2 separate regions of the Larimichthys crocea genome follow, and region 2 is linked to region 1. Evidence: chromatin contacts called from public Hi-C data. All regions are on one chromosome and are shown on one strand. Each heading gives the region's core, a stretch centred on a gene start, on an enhancer-like site or on the middle of the called end of the contact. The rest is flanking DNA. Distances are from core to core; before and after follow the strand shown. Region 1 holds the start of mmp16a (matrix metallopeptidase 16a (membrane-inserted)). Region 2 holds the start of LOC104918179 (cyclic nucleotide-gated cation channel beta-3-like).

Region 1 (3,827 bases), core at 881-3,380:
TTGTCAGACAAATGGGCTTTCAGTCCAATATAACATTCTTTGACTATCCAGGGAATAATGGACCATCAAAACAATTCACAGTCGCCCTGTAGAGCTAACTTTGTGTAGTCTGGGTTAGCATTATTACTGCAAATTGTTGCCGTCTAAAATTCCACGCTTTGTGTTAACAAGCAACAGTGTACAGATGTCTAAAGTTTCCAGGCTGAATGCAGAAATTAATCGAATGTCTACAGAGAAATTTTACTGGTTTCCAAGCCATTTATACTTTCACACACACCATTGAATGAGAGGAGGACATTAGCATGATCTCATCTGAGAACAAATGAGATCTTGTCCCATAAACTTAAATCACGATCTACTGGGGAATCCCAAGGTGAATTTAGTGTCTTTTTTTAGTGTCACTTCTTGCCTTTCATAAATCACTGCAGTTCTTAAAGGGGCTCAGCTGTTCAAATAGTAAATGAACAATTCATAAGTCTGCAATCTGCCTTGATACTCACAGTGTGAACTAATGACTGTGTGAGTCAGCAGATCTCAGAGCACACCGCATCCTATATCCTTTGCAAGTCGTGATGGACTCGCATGTCAGCCTCAGAGTGTCAGACAACGTGTACTGTATTGATTTGTACAATGAATTTGCATGTGTATTATTAGTAGTGCTGTTATGATCTGCAGTGGGCATGAAAATGTTTGCTTTTATCATTGCAGTATGACAGTGTGTCCCATAGAAACTCAAGACTCCTGTGTCACACAGAGGTCAAACTGTGCTACACACTCGTATTCTTGCTGCTGATGTTTTTCAAAACTTTAAATGGAGTTTTTCCATTTAGTGTGATCGGTGAGAATTCCTCAGAGGAAGTCGCTGAGGTGTATGTGCAAATTGAAACCTCATCAATGGGCTAATGGTGCGGCTCACCTAACTTTCCTGTGGCACACACACACACACACACAGTTTTACACACAACCACTCCTTTTGAGTTAGTCTAAGTCATTGATCTGGCTCATTAGATATGACCCTTCTCGATTACCAGAGGAGATTAGAGAGAGGCTTTCGCATACATCTATGTTTGTGTATTATGTCTTCTTGTTCTTTTTACCAGGCAACAGCACTTACATCACATATTTTAATGTCACTTAATGAAGCATACAATCGCAAGAGTATTTATACATGTAAAGATGATGCGACCATGATGAAGGGTTTGCCTGTAAAAGCAGGATCTTGAAAGCTTGAATGCATCAGCTACTCTACAGGAACTGCATTGACAATCAATGGCATCATCGTCACCTACTGGAAACAGTGCTGAGACACACAAGAGACTTCTGGGTACCGTGGAGGACTCACTCACACTGAGGGGTTGTGGGAATTTGAAATAACCTCTGAGCCTCATCATCGCCCTCTAGTGGATTTATAGAATACAGTAGATAAAACCCACACACAGACAGAAATACAGTGATTCAACATGCAGTTTATGTTTGTAGATATAAATATATAAATATAAAAAAATCACACAGAAATATAAAGATGTACATTTTTCTTGTTCTTGTTCTGAACACTGAAACGTTTATGTCAGGAAAATGATGATTTAGGCTGTTATTAACGTCATTTTCAAACATTTCACCAATGTTTAGTTCATAAAAAATACCTAGAATAAGGCAGATTCAGCACTTTTCTGAAACATTTACCTGCACTCCAAGGTTTAAATTATGGCATAAAGTGAGCGTGAGCTACACTCTGCTTTTCTTCCCAAAGTTATAATCAGATGATGTGTTTATATTCAATGGCAAACTAACACTGGACCTGCCTTACAAAGGTAAAATCATATAATGTGATTGTTATTTTTGTGTTTATTTACATGAATAAATAAGCTATAATGTGTTTATTTACATGAATAAATAAGCTATAATGTGTTCATTTACATGAATAAATAAGCTATAATGTGTTTATTTATTAATAAATAAGCTATAATGTGTTAATTTACATGAATAAATAAGCTATAATGTACTAAAAGAAGAATAAGCAGCATCCATGTGAAAAACATGTCAAACAAAAACTGGATGTTTTTTTTTTTCAGGATTTGGATCAGGAGTGGGATAGGGGGGGGCGCTCGTGCCAGTCCGCGCATGCGCATTCGGTGGGAAACACGATTGAAAACGGGCAGCTATGCCGCGCGGTGCAGAAAACGAGCTGGACGCGTCCGCTTGGAACAACGGCCGGTGTACCGGAGGACTCACCCGGGGACTGCAGGACCGGGAGGCTGCTGACAGGCGTTAACAGCGACTTTTTCCCCGGGGATAACCTCCTCCTGTAACCGCGGCGAAAGCAGCAGCAGCAGCAGCAGCGGCGGAGCGGTCGACGTATCCGCTCCCGACTCTCCCTCCCCTTCTTCCCCTCTCCGCTCCTCTGCTTTCGGCACCGCAACAGAGACACCGACACATCAGCTATGTTGCTGCTAAACGTCTAGGATTTACACCCCCCCGCCCCCGTTGTGCGTTTGTTTGTACCGACTGTAAATAAAAGTGCTCCGAGACAATAAGCGACAACACAACAGCGGGGTCCACTATGGTTTTATTGGCGGTCCGCAGTAGGAGATGTCTTAATAGCTGCTGTATGGGGACGTTATGCTTGCAGTTGTTGCTGTGGATTTTATGTGCCGTGAACGGAGAGGAGCAGCCGTTCAGTGTGGAGGTAAGAACCGGGACTGTTGTTGTTGACATGACACCATTCAAATAAAGGAAAAGAAAACGTGCTTTCCCCTCCTGTTAACATGCATTATTTATATCTTCTTTCCAGAGAATAATGTATTTAAGGCACATTGTTGCCCATGTTTTAGTCTGTGTTGATGTTTGACTAACAACGGGGTCTTTGTGAGATGCCCAGCTGGGTTGTTCCATCCTTTTTCTCCACTTTTGAATTTGAATTTTTGATCATTTGGATGAAATATGCACCTCCACATGATCATATTTCATATCTGGGTTTGTTTATGTTCTCAAAGCGGGCTAATATTAAAAAAGAAAAGTTGCCTTTTTTCACTTTAATATGATTTGAAATGTCCCCAATGGACAGTGAAGGCAACATGACTAGTTTAAGTCATGTTATCTTCCTATATAAACTCTACATACCCATGTAATTCAATACTGAGTCAACAAAAATCTTCAGTCAATGGAGCGAATATTCAGAATGGGTCCCACAGCCAGAACTTTTTCGTTTTTAAGACAGAACACGAGAACCTCCACTTGAGAGTGTTCAGATAATATCACATGTGCCATTACAACAAAAAGCACCACATGCTCAGAGGCTTAATTCTCCAGAAAGAGATCTCATGGGTTCACAGACAACAATGTGAGCAGCTAGATGAGATTTTAACAGGGGAGGGGAAAAAAAAAAAGGTTTCTTTTCAAATGGAGCTTTTATTCCGATCTGATATCCCAACTTAATGGATTGTTAAAAGCCCTCAGGCTACAAGTGTTACGCCAATAAACTTTAACACTCAATCAGCCCCTAAAAAGAATCAGTGTTTACTCTTTTTTTTACCTTTTTCTTTCTTTTAAGATTCTGCAGAGCGAGCACTCATGTTAAAGAGACACATTTGGGTTTTTATCAAAGGGCGCATGTGTCTTCTTTTTTTATTTATTTATTATTTTTTTTACATCCTCTGTTATTTCCAGTGCTGTTTAGCCAAAGTTGAATGCATAAGACTATCAAAGTGTTACACCGCAACCCCTCTCGCTGTCTCTCACACTTGGCTGCACACACACATCACAGAGACACCACACAGGAACATCCTGGCATGTCTACTGACAGTCATTTAAAATCCTACATCCACATA
Region 2 (4,060 bases), core at 677-3,176, 170 kb after region 1:
ATTCAATCTAGTATGATTGCAATTGCAGTCATTCATCTCCTTTTAATCACTTTTTTTTCTATTTTGCATGATTCATGTACCATGTTTGGACAACATACAGAAAACAAGTACATTGAAGGATTTTCTTCTTCTTCTTCTTCTTCTTCTTTTTTCCCTGAGTGCACAGTGCACAAACTTTGCTCTTTTTTTTTTATCGAGCTCTTTCACAGCAATGTCAGGGGCTAGGCCCAACCCCAAAGGCCTAATTAGATTAATGGAAGAGATGGAGAGGATCTAATGACCTATCTCCCTGCATCGCCGGACAGCGGAAAGATGGAGAGGCTTGAAAAAGTGCATCGCCACTGCTTCCTCCTCCACTCATCCTCTCCTCTCTTCTGCCCCAGACAAGTCAATGGTCCTTGAGAACACTCGGAGATACATTACACGAAGCCCACAGCTGAGTCAGGCCCCGTCTGCATCATCACTGTGGCATTTCGTTGGTCGTTCCCCAGCGTGACAAGAGGCATGGAACAGCAGAATATGGGCTGTGTGGGTGGGCGATAGTGGTGCAATTTTATTCTTAACGACAAGCGAGCGCATGAGTGTCTAACTGAGATAAGGGCTAAATGAAAACAGCAAAATATGCAAAGATAATGAAAATGACAATGGAGAGATTTATGAGCGTAAATAACCATGCTTACAGCCTCCCCCTATGTGTATCATGCTGATTATGTCACCTTAATGTGTTCATAATGTGGAGTCTACGTAGTGTGAATTACTGATATGTACTAGTACATTACTACAAAGAGAAAACATGTATGACAACTTTTCAGATCTAGCTGAACATGGAGTCACCTTGCAGAGCTTTTTATATAGCGTACATAATCGTATGTAGTCAAGGAGTGGGCCCCTATTCAGTTTGTATCTTGTGCCACAAGCATGTGCACAAGATGTATGTGCAAGGCCATGCGGATGGCACGACTAGTTTGGATGGTTTCACACAGTGGGGAGCCATATCTTATATTTTTTAAAAATGATTTGCCGTAAAATATAAATGTGTCTATAAGAAAATTGTATCGATTATTAATACAACTTAATAAAGATACGTTTTGTCAGTCAATCATATTTGACCTCTAAGAGGGAATGTGCTTTTATTGTTAAATATTGACAAGTTCCTCCAAGGACAGCTGTTTCTAGAGCTGAGGAAAATTGTTGTCGGTAACACCACTTTCGTGACAAAAGAAAATTGTTATTGAATTAAGTCCAATAGGACTTAGATTCACCAATACCAGTGTGCTAAAATAGGTGGGAAAGAAGAGGATTGCAAAGTTTCATCCTTTAGTTAAATGTCGAAGAAAGCCCTGAAAAATTTTGCTAGGTCTCAAGGCTTTAATAAAAATTACTAAATTAAGAAGACCAGCCAGGGTACTTAACTACATTTTGGAATACAACGTGAAACTAATTTATTTTTTGTTTGTTTATTTCACTATAATTAAACAATCTTGTATGTGGCGTCATATATTCAACAAGATGTGGGTTGAGCAATGGTCCCGACATAAGTATAGTGGAAACCTTTTTACTGACTACAAGCGCTATAACTATAAGTTCAAGTTTCAGATTTATTTGTCATGTGTAACACAGCAAAAGCAAAAAACAGTTGCTCATACTCCAGAAGGTTAAAGTAGTCAGTGTGTATTCACACACATGTATTATGTATCCATGATTATTTTAGTCCAGCTTTAGTGGTCACCTATAAGCCTCTCGAGATCTTATATGAGATGGTCATGGACTTAGAGGTTACTAATAATGGTGGGGGCTTTTCTTTGTGCAAGGGTATTAGTGCTGCTAAAAGCAGTCATAGCAGGGGGACCTTTCAGCTCCTTAGGAGTCACTACATAGTAAGCTGTAGACGGCAAAGCAGCCTTTAGCACCTTTAGGTTTCTAGACATGTTTGGCAAGTTTAAGGGCCTCTTGAGTGGCCCACAGATGCCAGCTACTTCTGGGACCACCAGCGCAACCACTGATCCAGCTCCTGCTCCTGGTCCAGCTCCTGGTCCAGCTCCTGCTAAGGTAAGACTTGTTTGAAGCTAGAAAACAGTGTGTTGTATATTCACAGCTGTAAAATATTGTTATTACTATCTATCTAATGTCCTAAAGGGTATTAGATTTTCCTGTCATGCTCTTACAAGCTTTCAATAGCTTCATATTGTTCAACACGTGCCAGTAACAGCAGAATCCAAGTCCCAAATCAAGCATGACCACAGAAACAATTATATATCCCATCCAGCCTGTGATACAGCAAGTTTGGTTACATTTGTTTCTCCTGGGATCACAGCAGCGGCTTCTTATCGGCTCCCCCATCCATTCAATTTGCTCAGTACTCCTGCCAACAAAGAATCAAATGAAATTGTTTCATTACACGGACTTTATTGAAATCACTCATTACCCAACAGGCACTTTTGAATTCTATTCATCTCAAATGCAGTCTGTTTTTTAAAAGGCAAACAAGTCATTTGTCAAAGGCTAAATTCACTGTTCTGTTCACACAAAAAAAGCTCTCTAAATTAAAATGTCTCTCTAATGACCATGGTTTGACTAATGAAGCAGAGCATCTGACTTTGTGAAATGTTGATTTGTGGTGTAGGATGAGAAGCCAGCCGATAAGGAGAATGAGGCCAAGACAGCGGACAAACCGCAGGGTAAGCCATCACTCACTTGTTACTAAATTACTGGATGTCCTTTTTTGTTCTGCGTCGTGTCAGACAGGCTGACGTTAAAACAGTATCCCAGGCTGTTCGGGGTCTTACGGGGAGTTCAGGAATACGTTGTAAGTTTCACGTGGAGCTTTAAAAAGGCTGTAATCAGCTTTGTGTGTGGAGATATTGATAAAGAAGAAAATCATATCATTACGTCAACAAAGAGGCACACAAATGGCACACATTGACTTGTGTCATTTGTTGACAGCTTATCAATATGAACATTTCAGCCCTGGTCAGCTCGTCCTCACCTTATTGTCTTGGTCCAAACTTAATTGTCCCTGCAGTCTGAGGTCTATAAGATAAATTGAATTTCAGCAGCTTGTTGATTGTGGGGCTCTTTGTTCAGACACCTGTCCTGCAGCAAACTCAATGGGTAAGTCATTCGTTTAGGTCCTGTCCCCCAGTGCAGCTGATTATACCCTCAGAAAACTCCTGAACTATCCTCCAGTTGTAACATCAATGGTCTTATGGACATTATGAATCACAGTCATAACTTCTGTTCAGTCTATACACACTTTGTATTTTATTTAAACAATGCAGCTCAGATAGATTCTTGAACATTACCATATTATAATTCCTTTTAAAGTTATTCATATTTTATAGCCACATGAGCTACATAGAATCATTTGGTGGGCACTGTTCTTCAAGGAACTTTTAAACCCAAGAACTTTACTCTTGAACTTAAAAAATGCCAAATAGTTCCCTTTTTAACAATATAGGACACTGTTTGTAAGACAACTTCAAATGTAGAGTTACAAAGTGCTTAAAACTTAAAAAGTAGTAATATGTATAATAGTAGTTATTGTATAATGTGTATAATGTGGTTTCTGTCGTTTTTGTGGGAGTTGTAGTCTTTGCATGCATTACAAAGATCATGTCTACATGAGATGTAAAGATTAATTAACATTGTTCCCCCTTTTAAAATCAAATCTAGCAACAGCCCCTGCCCCTGCTCCGGCCCCTGCTCCGGCCCCTGTTCCAGCTCCAGCTCCTACATCAGCCCCAGCTAACCCTGACCAAGCTGAACCTGAAGGGTAGGGCAGCACCCTAGCCACTTGTGTTTCATTGTTTAAGCAACAATCACAATGACATAAATCCCACTTTAGCTTAGCAGAAACAACGTCTGCCAAAACACTTACAACACAAACCAGTATCAAAATAATCACCCAATGGACACTGGAATCAGTGGTAATCAGTAATCAGATTCCCTGGCAAGATGGCAGAGAGACCTAAGAGATGAGTGCAGCATGTGTGAGATCTTTATCCCTCGGCACAAGATGCATAAACAGAGGGATGACCTGAAAGTGGATTAAAAGCTTTCA

What was found. Hi-C and Micro-C count contacts between places; a contact is called where the count stands out from the background.
Region 2: a contact with region 1 is called in a Hi-C map of muscle, with 3 times the contacts expected there. The contact joins the promoter of LOC104918179 here to the promoter of mmp16a in region 1. A contact is called at or near these places in 2 of 7 Hi-C or Micro-C datasets (both in muscle).

The regions. Positions count from the first base shown.
Region 1 is chrXXIII:15,444,791-15,448,617 of L_crocea_2.0, forward strand. mmp16a (matrix metallopeptidase 16a (membrane-inserted)) reads left to right here and starts at 2,131. Exons shown (of 11, transcript XM_019274849.2): 1 at 2,131-2,686. The coding sequence starts at 2,561.
Region 2 is chrXXIII:15,618,735-15,622,794 of L_crocea_2.0, forward strand. It overlaps LOC104918179 (cyclic nucleotide-gated cation channel beta-3-like), which reads left to right and starts at 1,927. Exons shown (of 19, transcript XM_027274420.1): 1 at 1,927-2,049; 2 at 2,624-2,678; 3 at 2,742-2,806; 4 at 3,673-3,772. The coding sequence starts at 1,927.